Linked DNA regions of Zea mays: region 1 is linked to region 2. Evidence: chromatin contacts called from public Hi-C data. All regions are on one chromosome and are shown on one strand. The core of a region is the stretch at or near the end of the contact, and the rest is flanking DNA. Distances in the headings are between cores, read along the strand shown.

Region 1 (7,799 bases), core at 3,227-5,726, 150 kb before region 2:
GTTACGCACACCGAGTCTCACTTAAGTAATGTCCATCTTACTTGTGATGTCCATTATCTATAGATAATCCAGTCTTTGGACCATCACACTTGTTCACTTGTATTGAACCCTGATAGCTTTGCATTAAACATCTATTCAACACTTAGCACACTTGTTAGTCCTATAATTGGGTTGTCATCCAAACCACCAAAACCCACAAGAGAGCTTTCAGTTTCCTAAATGTACCGCACTCCTCCCCAAGGGGCAAACCACCCTCGGCAAAGCGAGCCGCATACACTAAGCCCCATTGACGGCACGACAGTGAAGCAAACTACACCCTAGTTCCTCTAATTAATTAGTTAAGGGTGTCCTATTCCACCCTCATGAATGTACTGTTTTCCCGGGTGGTCATCCAATGAACCAGTCCTTACGGAGAGGCACTCGAGAAACCGCTCGAGCCCCCATGAATGTCACAATACCATCATCATAATTAAAAGTTAACCATCGTATCATAAATAATCTCATTATGTTCATTGATTAGAGTAAAGCTCTAGCATAGAGCTAATCCAAAAATGATCCAACCCAAATGAACAAGGATAGGGTAAACGAAGCTAGTCAATCCTTAGTTATAAATTATGTAAGTGCAGGGAGTGAATTATAAAATGAGTATGACATAAATAGGTCAGAGGACACTTGCCTTCACCAACCAATTTCTGCTCAGGGTCTTCGCCTGCAACTCCTTCGGACTCCACCAACGGACCGTTATCTATACGGGTTCAAATATACATTCTATAATCTCAACATAGAAAGAAACAATACACCATACAATACAATATAACAAATAAACAGACGTGTGGCGCAGGGCTCGCATCTATGACTATGCGAGAAAGAAATTACAACGGTTGAAAGGTAATTACGTTAAGCAGCTATGGATTAGAATACTTGTCTAAACATAATTATATTAATTCAATAATCGTGTTATGCATAAAATAAAATTACACTACGCAACTTAATTATTATACACAACTTTAGGTAAATTTAAAAGATTGTCGCGCGACAAAGCGCGCGACAACACACGCGATCTAAACTGAAATTAAAACAAGTTGCCGCGCGATGAAGCGCGCGCAGCATGTACGAATTAAACTGAAATTAAAAAGAATCGTCGCGCGACGAAGCGCGCCACGCAACACATGAATTAAACTGAATTTGAAACAAATCGTCGCGCGACGCAGCGCGCGACGCAACATATGCATTAAATCTGAATTTAAAATGAATCGTCGCACGACACTGCACTTGAACTAAACTGAAATTAAAACGACGTTACACGTGAATTAAATCAGAATTTAAAACGAATCGTCGTGCGACGAAGCGTGTGACGCAGCACATGAATTAAACTGAATTTAAAACTAAATTCAAATTGAGAGCCGGATGGCCGCGCCGGGCAGGGGCTCGCCGGGGAGCTGCACGCGCACACGGGGGAGGGGATCGACTAGGGGAGGGAGATAGAGGGGAGCTCACCCCGGGCTCGACGGACGGCAGCAACCGCTCACCGGGATCCAACCTAGGGCAAGGGGAGAGGTGGAGAGAGGTGGAAGAGAGGGAGAGGGAGGTTGCTGTGCGGGAAAGAGAGAATGAGGGGGAGGGGGCACACATAGGGGGAGGTGGGGCCTGGGCACGCACCTAGGGCTGGGTCGGGCCGGGCTGGCCCGCAGGTCAGGCCGACTACCCCCTACTCGCTCTCGCCTGCTTCTAATCGAGATTAATCCACGAATCAAAACCCAAAACTAGACAAACGCATGACTAGGCACAACATCAGACAAAATAAATATGCTTCGGCATGATGCAACAACAATATCAACTTAGGTTTTGGTTACACGTGATACGGACACTATTCTCTATATTGTTTTGAAAATGGGAGGAAGGAGTGAAACAGGAAGAGAAAAGAAAGTAACACCTGAATTTGGTGAATATTGGAGAAGAAAATTTATACCCCCAAATTCAGGGTGTTACAGCTGATACAACAAGTCCCTCATTGTCGGAGTCGGATGGAGAACAGTCTGAGTCCCGCTCCTTGCCGATGTGAGCCTCGCCCTTCGCCTTCCTATAGTTTTTCCCTTTCTTTTCTTGTGTCTGGTCATTATCATTATCGAGACATTATGCAATAAAATGACCAGGCTTACCGCATTTGAAGCACAAACACTTTCCCTTTGATTTATTTTTATTTGGATACTCCTTGCGTCCCTTCAAAGCGGTCTTGAAGCGCTTGATCACAAGTAAACCACAAGAGTAAGGGAGTGAATAGAAACACACACAAGAACTAGAGTCGTAGCAACAACACACACACAAGTCAAGAACCGAGCACACGAAACAACGCAACGGAGTTGCAGCTCAAAGAAGTGCTCAAATCTCTATCACAATGAAACGAATGCGTGCTTGCGAAGTCTAGACGTTGTAGGATGTTCGATGGATGCTTGGTGTGGAGCTCTATGCGCCAAGGGGTCCCTTTTATAGCCTCAAGGAAGCAAGGAGCCGTTGGAGCTCCATTTGGAAGGCCCTGGTTGCCTTTTGTCCGTGAGCGCACCGGGCAATGAACAATGCACAATTTCCTTCCTTATTCGGTGAAGACGACCGTTGCCAGCCATTGGTCCCATGGCACACTGGACAGTCTGGTATTGCCTGCTGACCATTGGTTGAGCCACATATCGCCCGCTGATCGCGTGGTCGACCATTGCCTAGGCGCGCGGCTGGCACACCGGACAGTCCGGCGAATTATAGCCGCGGCGCCCAGTGTTTTTCCTGAGAGCGGCCAGTTCGCTGAGTGCGCCAGCCTAGGCACCAGACACTATCTGGTGCGCTGCAGGCTAGTGCAAGTTTGGCTGAACTTAGACAAACTTCTTCCTTTGAATCTCTCTTAATTTGAGAAGTTTTCTGGCATTTAGTAGAACATAGTTAGTACCAAAAACAATTTACTAAGTGCTAGAATCATACCTTTATTTCTTGTAGAGTTTACACTTTGTTCTTACAATTCTCAATTTGCTTCACTTTAACTCTAAGCTCATACTCACAATTAGTATGTTATATCAAAGTGACGTGTTAGGCACTTAATCACCAAAACACTAAGAAATGGCCCAAGGGCACATTTCCCTTTCAATCTCTCCATTTTTGTGATTTATGCCAACCCATCAAAAGCAACTTAAAATGTACTAACATACTCAATTGAGAGAAAAAAGGTGCAAATTGATGTCAAATTCAAAACCAAATGAATTTTCACATGATTTGGCATATTTGGATCATTTTGCCACCACTTGGTTTGTTTTTGCAAAACAAATTCATTTTTTCACCTTTAAGTAAAAACATTTTGTTTTGGCAAATCAAAATATCTTTCAAGGCTAAGCCAAAAAACTCCCCCTTTTGCGGGTCGCACGGGGGGAAGAGGGGAGAGGGGGCTGCGCATGGAGAAGAAAACGAAGAAACTTCCATGAACAACAATGGAAAAACTCAACGGAGAAGAAGACCCTCGCCAAAGCAGAGGAGAAATCTGTCGATTGACGGTGAACTAGAGGTCGGATTGATGAATCGAAAGTTTCGAGACGAAGCTCTCGATGAGACGAATGCAGTGGTACTCTTGGATTTTGCCAACGACATACGGATTGAATGTAATTACTCGCCGAAGTTGGAACCGCCTCGAACTTCGGCGAGCAATTCCGGGAATTATGGATCGAATCTAGGAAAACGATTTCAAGATTTAGAAAGGGCTCGACAAGAGGGTTCCAGCCATAGATATATTGCTAGGGTTTGAAGATATTTTATTTTTCGTAATAAACCCATTTTTAAAATTAAAATAATTCCATAAAAATGTTGAAATCGTTTTTAATGTCCGAAAAATATCTCGAATGCTCAAAAACTCTAGAAAAATTCCTAGACATGATTTGTCACTCAATGAACTCAAAACACATATTTAGAACTTTTGAAAATGTTTTTAAGTGTCTCAAATAAATAGATTTTGGTTATCAAAAAATAGAAAAATATTCAGAGAAATATGAAAATTTACCGGAAACTTCTACAAGATATATTAACATGTTTCAAACAATTCTTCGACTTAGAAACACTATGCAATATCATGCATGCAACAACAAAGCACTTTTAGGGCTCACGTCAACATAGAACAAAATAACTCTCAATTAATTTAGTAAAGAGAAAATAAAAACAAAGAAAGGAAAGAGTAACATCTGAATTTTGAGTATAGGTCAAAGAAATTTTTATACCCTAAAATTTAGGGTGTTACACTTTCTCACTTAGCCACTCAAAATTTCAAACATGTCCCGTTTTTTGTTTCTTTAGGCAAAGCAAGGCAAGATTTTAAAAAGGAACAGTGACGTTGTTTGGTGTGGCCGGGGGTCGTGTTGCATTTTACATAGTGTTATTAACTTGCTGGACCCACATCGCAATATCCAAGGGCCCTGATAAGACCACGTCATCTACTTGATGTCCAAGTCAGACGAGGAAAGCGAAACAAAACGCCAGATGGAACTTAACTATTCCTGTCCGAGTTCGACGACAGTCAGTAATTTCTCCTTATATAGCCGAGAGTCGGGCCGTGCTGTGCTCGAGGACGCACGTAATCCCCAATCGCCCACCACTTCGATCTACTCGAGCGAGCCCTAGCCCCGAATCTCCCCGGTGCATCAACAGGCTCCGTCTGCTTCTGCTGATTCCCGGATCGTCTCCCCCGACGCGGCTGCGCTCACGGCTTCCGCCACAGCCATGGAGCCGCGCATCGGCAACAGGTTCCGCGTCGGCCGCAAGCTGGGGAGCGGCTCCTTTGGGGAGATCTACCTCGGTTCGTTCGTAATTACCCCAAAACGTCTTGATTTTTCGTTCCTAAGTTCCCGTCTTGCGGAGTCGCTGATAAGTTTTTGGGCCTGTGTGGTTGTGCAGGCACGAACGTGCAGACAAACGAGGAGGTCGCAATTAAACTGGTGAGTTCCTCGCCCTAATTTCTCGATTTAAGTAGGAGTATCGCCAGACTGCAGGGATCTAGGCTGCTTAGGTCCGATTGTACGTTAGTGTAGGAATTGTTTCTCTTGTTTGTTAAAATAATCGATTGCTTTAATCTTTTATCCAGGAAAACGTTAAGACGAAGCATCCTCAATTGCTTTACGAGTCGAAGTTATATAGAATACTTCAAGGAGGAAGTAATGCACACAATTTTTTTATTTTCCTTATCGCTTCATTCCCGCTCTTTGTTTTACAATGTGTTGACTCTCGTTTTTCTCTCCATCTGCAGCTGGGATTCCAAATGTTAAGTGGTTTGGTGTTGAGGGTGATTACAATGTTTTGGTTATGGACTTACTGGGGCCAAGCCTTGAAGATCTTTTTAGCTGTTGTAACAGGAAGCTGTCTCTCAAAACTGTTTTGATGATTGCTGATCAAATGGTATGCTGCATCATTGAAGCATGACTAGTTCACTACTCTGTTTGCGTACCTTTATATTTCTGCTCAACCCATCTGCTTTCATTTAAGCAAAATCATATGGCGCCCAGGGGTCTGGCGTACAACGTTGCAAAAATCATATATGCAGCACACCTAAATTTAACTGTAACCACAACAATTTAGATTGAGATTCATCTTTGCCGCTGAGGTAAAAAATAACAGAAATGTTACTGTCAGCACATGATGAACAGTGCCACGTTGATTGCTTGTCTATTTTGTTTCTTGGCATCTAGGATGAATTTCAAACTGGATTGTTGCGGCTATACTTAATTTTATGTGTACTACATACATGGTTTTTGCGATGATTTTTGAAACATTGCAGCATTGCATTTTAGATAACGAGGGCGCCAACCCCCTTGGCCACCAAATTTGCACTCTTCATTTAATTGTGTATGATTATGATGTTAATGTCCTCTATTTTCCTAGATCAATCGAGTTGAATTTGTTCATTCCAAGTCATTCTTGCATAGAGATATCAAGCCGGACAATTTTCTCATGGGTCTCGGGAAAAGGGCAAACCAGGTGATTTGTTATATTCCCTCGATCTACCTATGGGTTTAATAGCAGGTGCACACGTTAATAATTGCTTTTACTCTCATATAGGTTTACATTATCGATTTTGGACTTGCAAAGAAGTACAGAGATACATCAACACACCAGCACATTCCATACAGGTAAGCAAACTGCTGTGCAAGTGCAACTTCTTATTTATTTCTGCTTTTACCGTAAAAATAATTGTACTTGCTCCATAGTATCACCAATAATATTTTTACTGATATAGCTTCTGATGCTGCCACAGTAGGTCCATAATTATTTATGCTTATGTTTGACATTGTTCCACGTACCACTAGTGTTGACACGCAAAAATGTACCAACATGGAATTTAGGCTACACCATCAAGTTCTTAATATTGAGAGCACGCAAGAAAATATTTGGTGCACAAAGAAAATACCGAAAAGGAATTGTTGTCTGCCCCAGCCAAACCAACCTGGTCGGTTTCATTGTCCCCAAACCGGCCAGGCAGGTTTTGCTGATTGACCTGGCTCAGCCTTAATGCTGAGCCCCGAGGAAACCGGCCAGGCTGGTTTGGAAACCGTTGTTGTATCTGAACCGATTTGGTTTTCAAATTGGTTTTGGATCTATTTTCGATGTGGAAACTTGAAGAATGTGTTTTGGACTTGTTTGTTACTGGGACACGACCATCCCCCTCTATATAAATGAGAGGATCACAGCCGATTGAGGAATCCAACTTCTAATCGTCAAAAACACAAACATACACTCTTTTGCCCTACTTTCTCTCTAGTCTCTACCTTGCTGCACGTCACGTCTCCTGGCTAGATTTGGTAGCGTTTTAGGTGGCCTTACGGTCCCTAGGATAATATCCACGTAGTCCTCCACGATGGGTCTTCCGGGAAGGTGTTTAGGATTCTACCACGCGAAGAACGGGCTCAACATCGGCCTAGCCGATCCCTTGGTCGGTTTCGTCGATCCGCTGCATTCTCACCGTGATCAAGGTTGTTCGGAATCTTGAGAATGCTAGCCCTTGCTAGCGTGTGGCCCAATTTGGCGTCAACAACTAGAAATTCAAGTAACTGGAATAATACACCTCAATTTAAAAGATCTGAACCTTCAGTCTTGTCCATGTGATTGCAGAGAGAACAAGAACTTGACTGGAACGGCAAGATATGCAAGCGTAAATACCCACCTTGGAATTGGTAGGTTTAATTCAATTGGTGACAGCTAGTTTCCAGGCGTCCTTAAAAACTTCTCTTACCTTTCCGTGACATTTCATTTTGATACTACGATTGATGCTTCTCTCAGAACAAAGCCGAAGGGATGACATGGAATCTCTTGGATATGTACTGATGTACTTCTTGAGAGGAAGGTTGTTTACTGTAACCTGATTCACTGTTTCACCTCTGATTTTCTGATATGTCTGGGTTAACATGTGGTTTGCCTACAGCCTTCCATGGCAGGGCCTGAAAGCTGGGAACAAGAAACAGAAGTATGAAAAGATCAGCGAAAGGAAAGTTGCTACTTCAATTGAGGTCATACATTGTTCTATACTAACTGTGTTTCCTTCCTTCTTCGGTGTATCTGTTCTTATTGTGTTTCCCCAATTGTAGGCTCTCTGCCGTGGATATCCTACCGAATTTGCTTCTTACTTCCATTACTGTCGCTCACTACGCTTTGAAGATCCACCAGACTATCAATACCTGAAGAGATTGTTCAGAGACCTTTTTATTCGGGAAGGTTGGTTTAGTATTGCCAAAATGCCAATACTTCATTTAATGACTAAACCATGTTTGCAACTAAGTGTAGCAAAG
Region 2 (6,786 bases), core at 942-3,441:
GATACAGTATTCATGTTGCAAGAAGAGAACTATATTACAATATCTCACGTTGGGTCGGTCCAGCCTCTTGTCATACATGCGTCCACATTATTAGTTTAACATCTCCATGTTCATGACTTGTGAAATGTAGTCATCAACTAATACATGTGCTAGTCATCGACTCTGACTAGGGACATCATTTAGAATAACCAGATAAGTAAAGAATCTCACAAACAATTCACATAATTGCTAATCAATACAAGGTGCCTTCCATGGATATTCAATTAAGCAATATATATATCATGGATACAAAGAAATATGCTCATCTCTATGATTATCTCTAGGGCATATTTCTAACATCAACAGTGGGTCTTGACCCTCATGGGAAAGTGTCGGACCCCTGCATATACAGACCGGACCTCCAGGTAAGGTCCAGGACCTCCACGGGCACAAGCTGGACCCCTAGGACGGGTCCTGGACCCCTCTGTGTACGGTTTGGGCCACTCACAGCACGGTCCCGGGATTCCGGTACCAAGAATACCTAGGCCTTAATCAAGGCCAGACGGGGGTTTTGGAGCCGACACGTGTCCGGACCATACCATGTACGCCTCTGCTCCCCGCTCAGGCGGAGCCCCGATGCTGCCATGTGGCCTACTGCCCGTGACGTAAGCCAGCGGGCGGAGCCTGACGTAAGGCCTCTGGGCCGCGCGACCTCTGCATTTATTGCGGATAAGGCGCGCCGCCTGTCCATTCCACTGGTAGGTGATGTGCCGCCTCAGCATTTAATGAGCCATGTTCACTCCACTGACAGGCGATGTGCCGCCTCAGCATTTAATGTGCCATGTCCACTCCGCCGACGGACGGCGACCAGGCCATCTTGCAGACGGCGTGCCTGTCCATTCCACTGGCAGGCAGTGCGCCCTTGCTGTCGCATGCACTACACTCATCATGACTCGCGCGTTACCGAGGAAGCAACCGCAATATATCAATGCTGTATGCACTACAGACGTTATGGCGCTGGGAGATCGCCCGGGCGTTATATGCGTTAGTTACTTCCTTCCATTTTGCCCCTGGGCCCATATGTCAGGGCTCAGTATCCTTGTATGTGCCTCTCTTGAGCTATAAAAGGGAAGGCACACTACGTTACAAGGCAAGCTCACAAGTTCTCAGATTCACTCAGACTATCATACAATATACAGACAGTGGAGTAGGGTATTACGCTCCGGCGACCCGAACCACTCTAAAACCTTGTGTGTTCTTGTGTTCGTCCCGAATCCACGTAGCAGTCAAAACGCTTAGGCCCCCTCCTCATCTTAATATTTAGGGCGGGTGCGTTCAGCCACCCGGCTGGAGAATTTTCTCTCTGACTGTGGTTTTATAAGCTGAACACTTGAAAAGCTCCGTAACACTTAAAGCTGATATACTTTGAACTTTATAACGCCAAAAATATTTCCAAAAAACTAGTTAAATAACTTGTCAAGCAAAATTTTAGCTATTTAATAGGAAAATAACTTTTTAATAGATTAGAGATCCAACTCGCCAAGCTATCGCCAATCTATTTAGCTTCCTAAATTAGCTTTTACACTAGCTAAACTTCGCTAGCCAAACTAACATACATGTTGAATTGACTGATAGAATAAGATATTATATATAAAATTTAATATTTTTGATAAGATAAATAGAGAGTTAAATATACTTTTAAAAATGTTTTAAGCTAGTTTTACGAAGGAGAGCGGTGGTAAACAGAGCCTATACGCTACTTTGAAGACGGAAAACTGTACTCGGTTGCTTCGTGTGCATGGCAACGTGTGGGACAGGAGCTACATGCTAGCTACAATAATTGATATTGATAGCTGTGCACAAGGCGCATAATACCATTTTATAAACCATAAAACTAGTTTTGAATTAATTTATATATTTAAAATATCATTGATATAGATATTTAAGTCGGTACTTAAAATATCATTTTGAAACAATGTTTTTTTTTAAAACTAACTGGGTTTAAATTATATAATCAAAACTGGTGTTTTAAATTACTTTGATATTTTAGTAGCATCAATGTGAATAATAACAAATCCAACTTTTGTGATGAAATACCGACTCAGATAAAAAAGTTTATAGATGAATATAAATATACAGTTTGTTTTTAAACCAAACTTATTCAGTTTGTTGGAGACAGCAGAGAAGACACACAGAGGCACAGACGAGGGCAGGGTCAGGTCGGTCCTACTCGTCAGTGACTCAATAACTGCAGAGGATCGTTGCGACCAGCGAGCGGACACCCCGGCCCCCGCACCCGCCCCGGACAACAGCGCGCAGGCCTGTGAATTGCTTCCCTCTCCACGCGCACCTTCCCGCCTCCGCGCCCAGCCCAACCCCACCGTTGCCACGCCCACCTCCGGCGTCCACCTCGCGGTTCTCCGCTGCACAATCCTCCGGAAGACTTCCCCAGTGCCCCTGCGACCCGTCTGCACACCTCCGCGGCTGCTCGCCCTCCTCTACCCAAACCCTAACCCTAGGTCCGCGCGCCGGTGAGGTACGTGTCATCCTCCTTCACACGCCTTTTTTAGGCCCAATTCGGCGCCCCAGGGTCTCGCCTGAGGCGTTGTTGGCCTCTGTGGGCAATGGTTGTACGAGGCTGGAGCGTGCCCCACTGACTCGGCCACTCCTGGCAGGGGAACCTCTGGCTTAGGCTGGAGGTGATGACCCCGTGCTTCATTTTTAGTCTCTTCGGTGTCCATGGGATGCTCCATCTCTCAGCTGCGGGTAAGTGCGTTTGCACGGTGATGACCACGTGCCTAAATGTACTGTATGTAACCTCCATACATTCACTGTAATGCTGCCCTATGTCAAATTGGCAATGGCCTACTGCAAGCAGCACTCCCTTTAGCACGCTCAGGTGTACTGCCAAAACGCAGCCTTTTGAATGTGCCTTATATTACCGTTCATTTATGCTGTTTTTCCGTGTTGTTTCTTTGGGATTTTGCTTTCAGTCCTTCGCGCTGGAAGGATACATCTGTTTGCTGGTGCCATCAGAATGAACTGCCGCTTTCAGTGACATGCATGCGATGCATGCTTTTGCTTTTCTTCAATGGTGAATGCTGAGCCATGCTCGATGGGTGGAATTATGGATTACGGTGTTGGTGTGGGCACCAAATCTTCACCACGCAGTATGGCCATTGAGAAAGCTCAGGAGGAGCTCAGGCAGGAGTCTGATGTTCGCGATGAATGGAGGAGAGAATTGGAATTTCTAGAGAAAGTATGCCCGCACCAGGTTATCTCTTAGATTATATTTCTGCCTTCACTGTACCTACTTACTCCTATTTATTGCAGGGAGGCAACCCATTGGATTTCAATTTTGCACATCTGGAAACGGTCGGTGTACACTCTGCTTCTCTCACAAATCAAGTAGAAGCACAAACTGTGATAAGGTAATGGTTGCTTCCTTGCATCGATCAAAACCATAATGCCACTCTGGAGTCATTTGTTTGCCTTCATTTGCAGTGACGCGAAAGGTAGTTTTTCTGCATCACCTCTTGGAGATTCGGTCGAGAGTACCGACAAACCAGGAGGTTCCATGTGCCGCGAAACCAACACAGCAGACAATCTTATGCTTTTGGGTGGAGGTAAAAATGACATTGCAGAAGAAAAGGTTGTAAAAAGAGGAACCAAAAGATTAAATGCAGCACAACCCAAACATTCATTGCCCAGTGACGGTCACAAAAACACAAAAAAGCCTGCTGCTTCTGGTTTGTCACACCTCGGTGTCAAAAGCCAGGCATATGTTCGGCGCAACAGGTCAAAGCCAAGTAGGGAGAGCGGGAATGTCACATCTATTAGATCTTCTATGATCCCTGCTAAAGTCTATGAGCCAAATGATGAAAAGGTTACAGCACAGAAAAACAATGCAGACGATCATGGTGTATTGTCCGTTTCTAGTATAAAACAGTCTGGACCTAACCGTGACATTGCACCAAAGAGTATAGCTTCTGATGACCATGCAGCAATGGAGCTGGATGGCATTCAAACAATTCTCGAAAGTGAATGTGTGGTGAACGACAAAGTAAACAAAGCTGGCAATAATAACAAAGCTAAACAGTTGTCATCAAATGACACAAATCATGATCGTTTCCTTGTTGGGTGTGGTGAGATAGCTGCTGAAGTTTCATCTGCGGAAACCCCTGATGCCAATTTAAAAGTTGTTATAAAGCCATGTTATTCTAGTGCATCTACATATGATGAGAAAGAGTCATGTGCTGTTCACGAAAAGGCTGATGATGGACACCTGGATGAATGTATGGCCCATATCCGTGAAGGGGAACTTGGTCACAGCAGGACACTTCCTTGTGTTGTAGAAGCTTCTACTTCACACAATGATGTAGTGGGCCCATCTTGTGAAGGCACTGTGAATATTGTTGATGAACATGCAGATGGGGACATCAATACTGTTGCAGGGAAGATTGATTCTCATGAAGACCTAGATAGTAGTAGACATTCTAACATGATTCTCAAGGTAAGTGGCACATCGATAGATTTCAGCAGGCCTGCTTCTTTGAAGGAAAGTTCTGATCTTGTACGACCTGAAGCCAGTAATATTTCTCATGTGAAAGATGAAATTGAAGTTTGTAACAGTGCAATAGTTGCACAGAAAGACACAGAGTGCTTGTCTTCTGGCCGCAGCATGAACATTGAGGAAAGTCCAGTTTCGGTTAGGAAAAATAGCTATGTTGGGAATTCAAACTCTGCACATCCTATATCCGTAGGCATCGATTTGTCTGATGCCTTGTCTCCACCAAAAAATGATGAATCTAACGTGGAGAGTGAGATTAAAAAATATGAGAACCTGAATAAGATGGAAAAGAAGGCCTATGAAGATTCTATTCTTAAAAATGCTCGCGTTATAGAGGTATAGTTTGTGTGTATACATATATATATATATATATATATATATATATATATATATATATATATATATATATATATATATATATATATATATATATTTCTCCTTCCCTGGCATGTTCTTGTTTCTGAAAGATCAACTTGCTCAGGCAAATATTAAAAAGGCTGGTCAACGATCTCCCTGTAACATTGCTTTAGAGAAGAGGAGAAAGAGTCACTGGGATTTTGTCCTTGAGGAGATGACTTGGATGGCTAATGATTTCATGCAGGTACGTTTGCAAGTTATCTCCATATTTCTTCATTTTTTTTCTCGAACACGCATTGCGTATCATTATATTAAGAAGAAAAAAGGGGTAAGAACCCTTACAAACGAACACTTAACCACCAGGCACCAGCCTAATGAGCTACAAACACACGCGCCCGACGAGAAATCAACACGACCAATACCGCAACCTAGGGTGAAACCACCTCTGGTGATAGGCCCTTAGCCCCAGCCAGCAATCTCCACAGGTATAGCTCCTCACTAGCATGAAGCAAAGCTTGAGCTATATTTGGAGTCATTCCATAAAAAACACACCTATTTCTATGATTCTAAAGAGTCCATGCTCCCAAAATAATTAGGGAATTGAGTGCTTTTCGGGCTTGGGCTGAAACAGCAGCAGAAACACTTTCCCACCAGTCATCAAACCTTTCGTCACCCAGCTGGGGACTTAGATTTTGCAACCCACTCTTCCGCAACAGGCTGAACCAAAAATCTCGGACAAAGGCACATGACAACAGCAAATGATTAATGCTTTCTTCTACCTGATCACAAAGAGGACATCTTGCGGGGTGTGGAAGGCCGCGTTTTGCCAATCGGTCAGCTGTCCAAGTTCAGCACCTATCCCTAACGCCACAAAAATAAGCGGCATTTGCCAGGTGCCCATGACTTCCAAATTCTCTCCCAAGATCTAAAGATGACTGTTCCTTGAAGTAAATTTTTGTAAGCAGATTGTGCTGAATATTTGCCATCCGGAGAGTGTTACTAACCTTGAGATTTACAATGGATGATCAGTCCTTAAGGACTATAGGTCATATATATAGGCAGTAGGCCTGGGCCTAATGGGCCTTAACACCCCTCCTCAAACTCAAGGTGGAAAGGGAGGATCGGAAGCTTTGAGTTTGATCAAGTGAAACTGATGTTGTGCTTTTGTTTGTGCTCTGGTGAAGAAATCTGCCAATTGAGATTCTGAGGGCACATATTGAAGATCAATAATCTTCTACTGATAATGGGATCGAGTAAAAGATGCATCAACACCGATATGTTTAGTAAGTTCATGCTTCACCGGATCATGAGCAATCTGTATAGCACTCAAGTTATCACATAACAGAGGTGTAGACGTGTCACAAGAGACACCAAGATCAGCCAAGAGCCAACGCAACCAAATAATTTCAGCAGTAGTAGTAGCGAGGGCCCGAAGTTTGGCTTCAGCACTAGAACGAGATATGACCGCTTGCTTCTTGGATTTCCAGGTAATGGGAGAAGATCTAAGGAGAATACAATAACCTATAGCAGAACAACGGTCAACATGATCACTTGCCCAAGTGGCATCAGAATACGCATGAAGCTGAAGTGGGCTATCAGACGCATAGAGTAAACATCTGGATATTGTCCCGTGTAAATATCGAAGCACACGAAGCAAATGACCATAATGAACTTTAGTTGGTGTTGATACAAATTGGCTCAACATATGAACAACATGAGCTATATCAGGTCTTGGTGATGGTGAGATAAGCAAGACTACCCACAATATGACGATACCGAGTTGGGTCTGCAAGTGGTGTCCCATCCTTCGGACGAAGTTTTAAATGAATATCCATTGGTGTTGCAACAATGCGTGTATCAGTAATTCCAGAGCGATCAAG

What was found. A called contact is a pair of places that touch in the nucleus more often than the background predicts.
Region 1: a contact with region 2 is called in a Hi-C map of tassel, with 2.4 times the contacts expected there. The contact joins the promoter of LOC103635432 here to the promoter of LOC103637041 in region 2. A contact is called at or near these places in 2 of 25 Hi-C or Micro-C datasets (leaf and tassel).

Annotation. Positions count from the first base shown.
Region 1 is chr8:79,978,671-79,986,469 of Zm-B73-REFERENCE-NAM-5.0, reverse strand. LOC103635432 (casein kinase 1-like protein 2) reads left to right here and starts at 4,476. Exons shown (of 14, transcript XM_008657892.3): 1 at 4,476-4,819; 2 at 4,918-4,958; 3 at 5,105-5,174; 4 at 5,267-5,415; 5 at 5,899-5,994; 6 at 6,076-6,146; 7 at 7,126-7,187; 8 at 7,294-7,357; 9 at 7,436-7,520; 10 at 7,599-7,725. The coding sequence starts at 4,744.
Region 2 is chr8:79,823,262-79,830,047 of Zm-B73-REFERENCE-NAM-5.0, reverse strand. LOC103637041 (chromatin modification-related protein EAF1 B) reads left to right here and starts at 2,191. Exons shown (of 22, transcript XR_002264701.3): 1 at 2,191-2,745; 2 at 2,973-3,238; 3 at 3,313-3,410; 4 at 3,484-4,885; 5 at 5,031-5,150.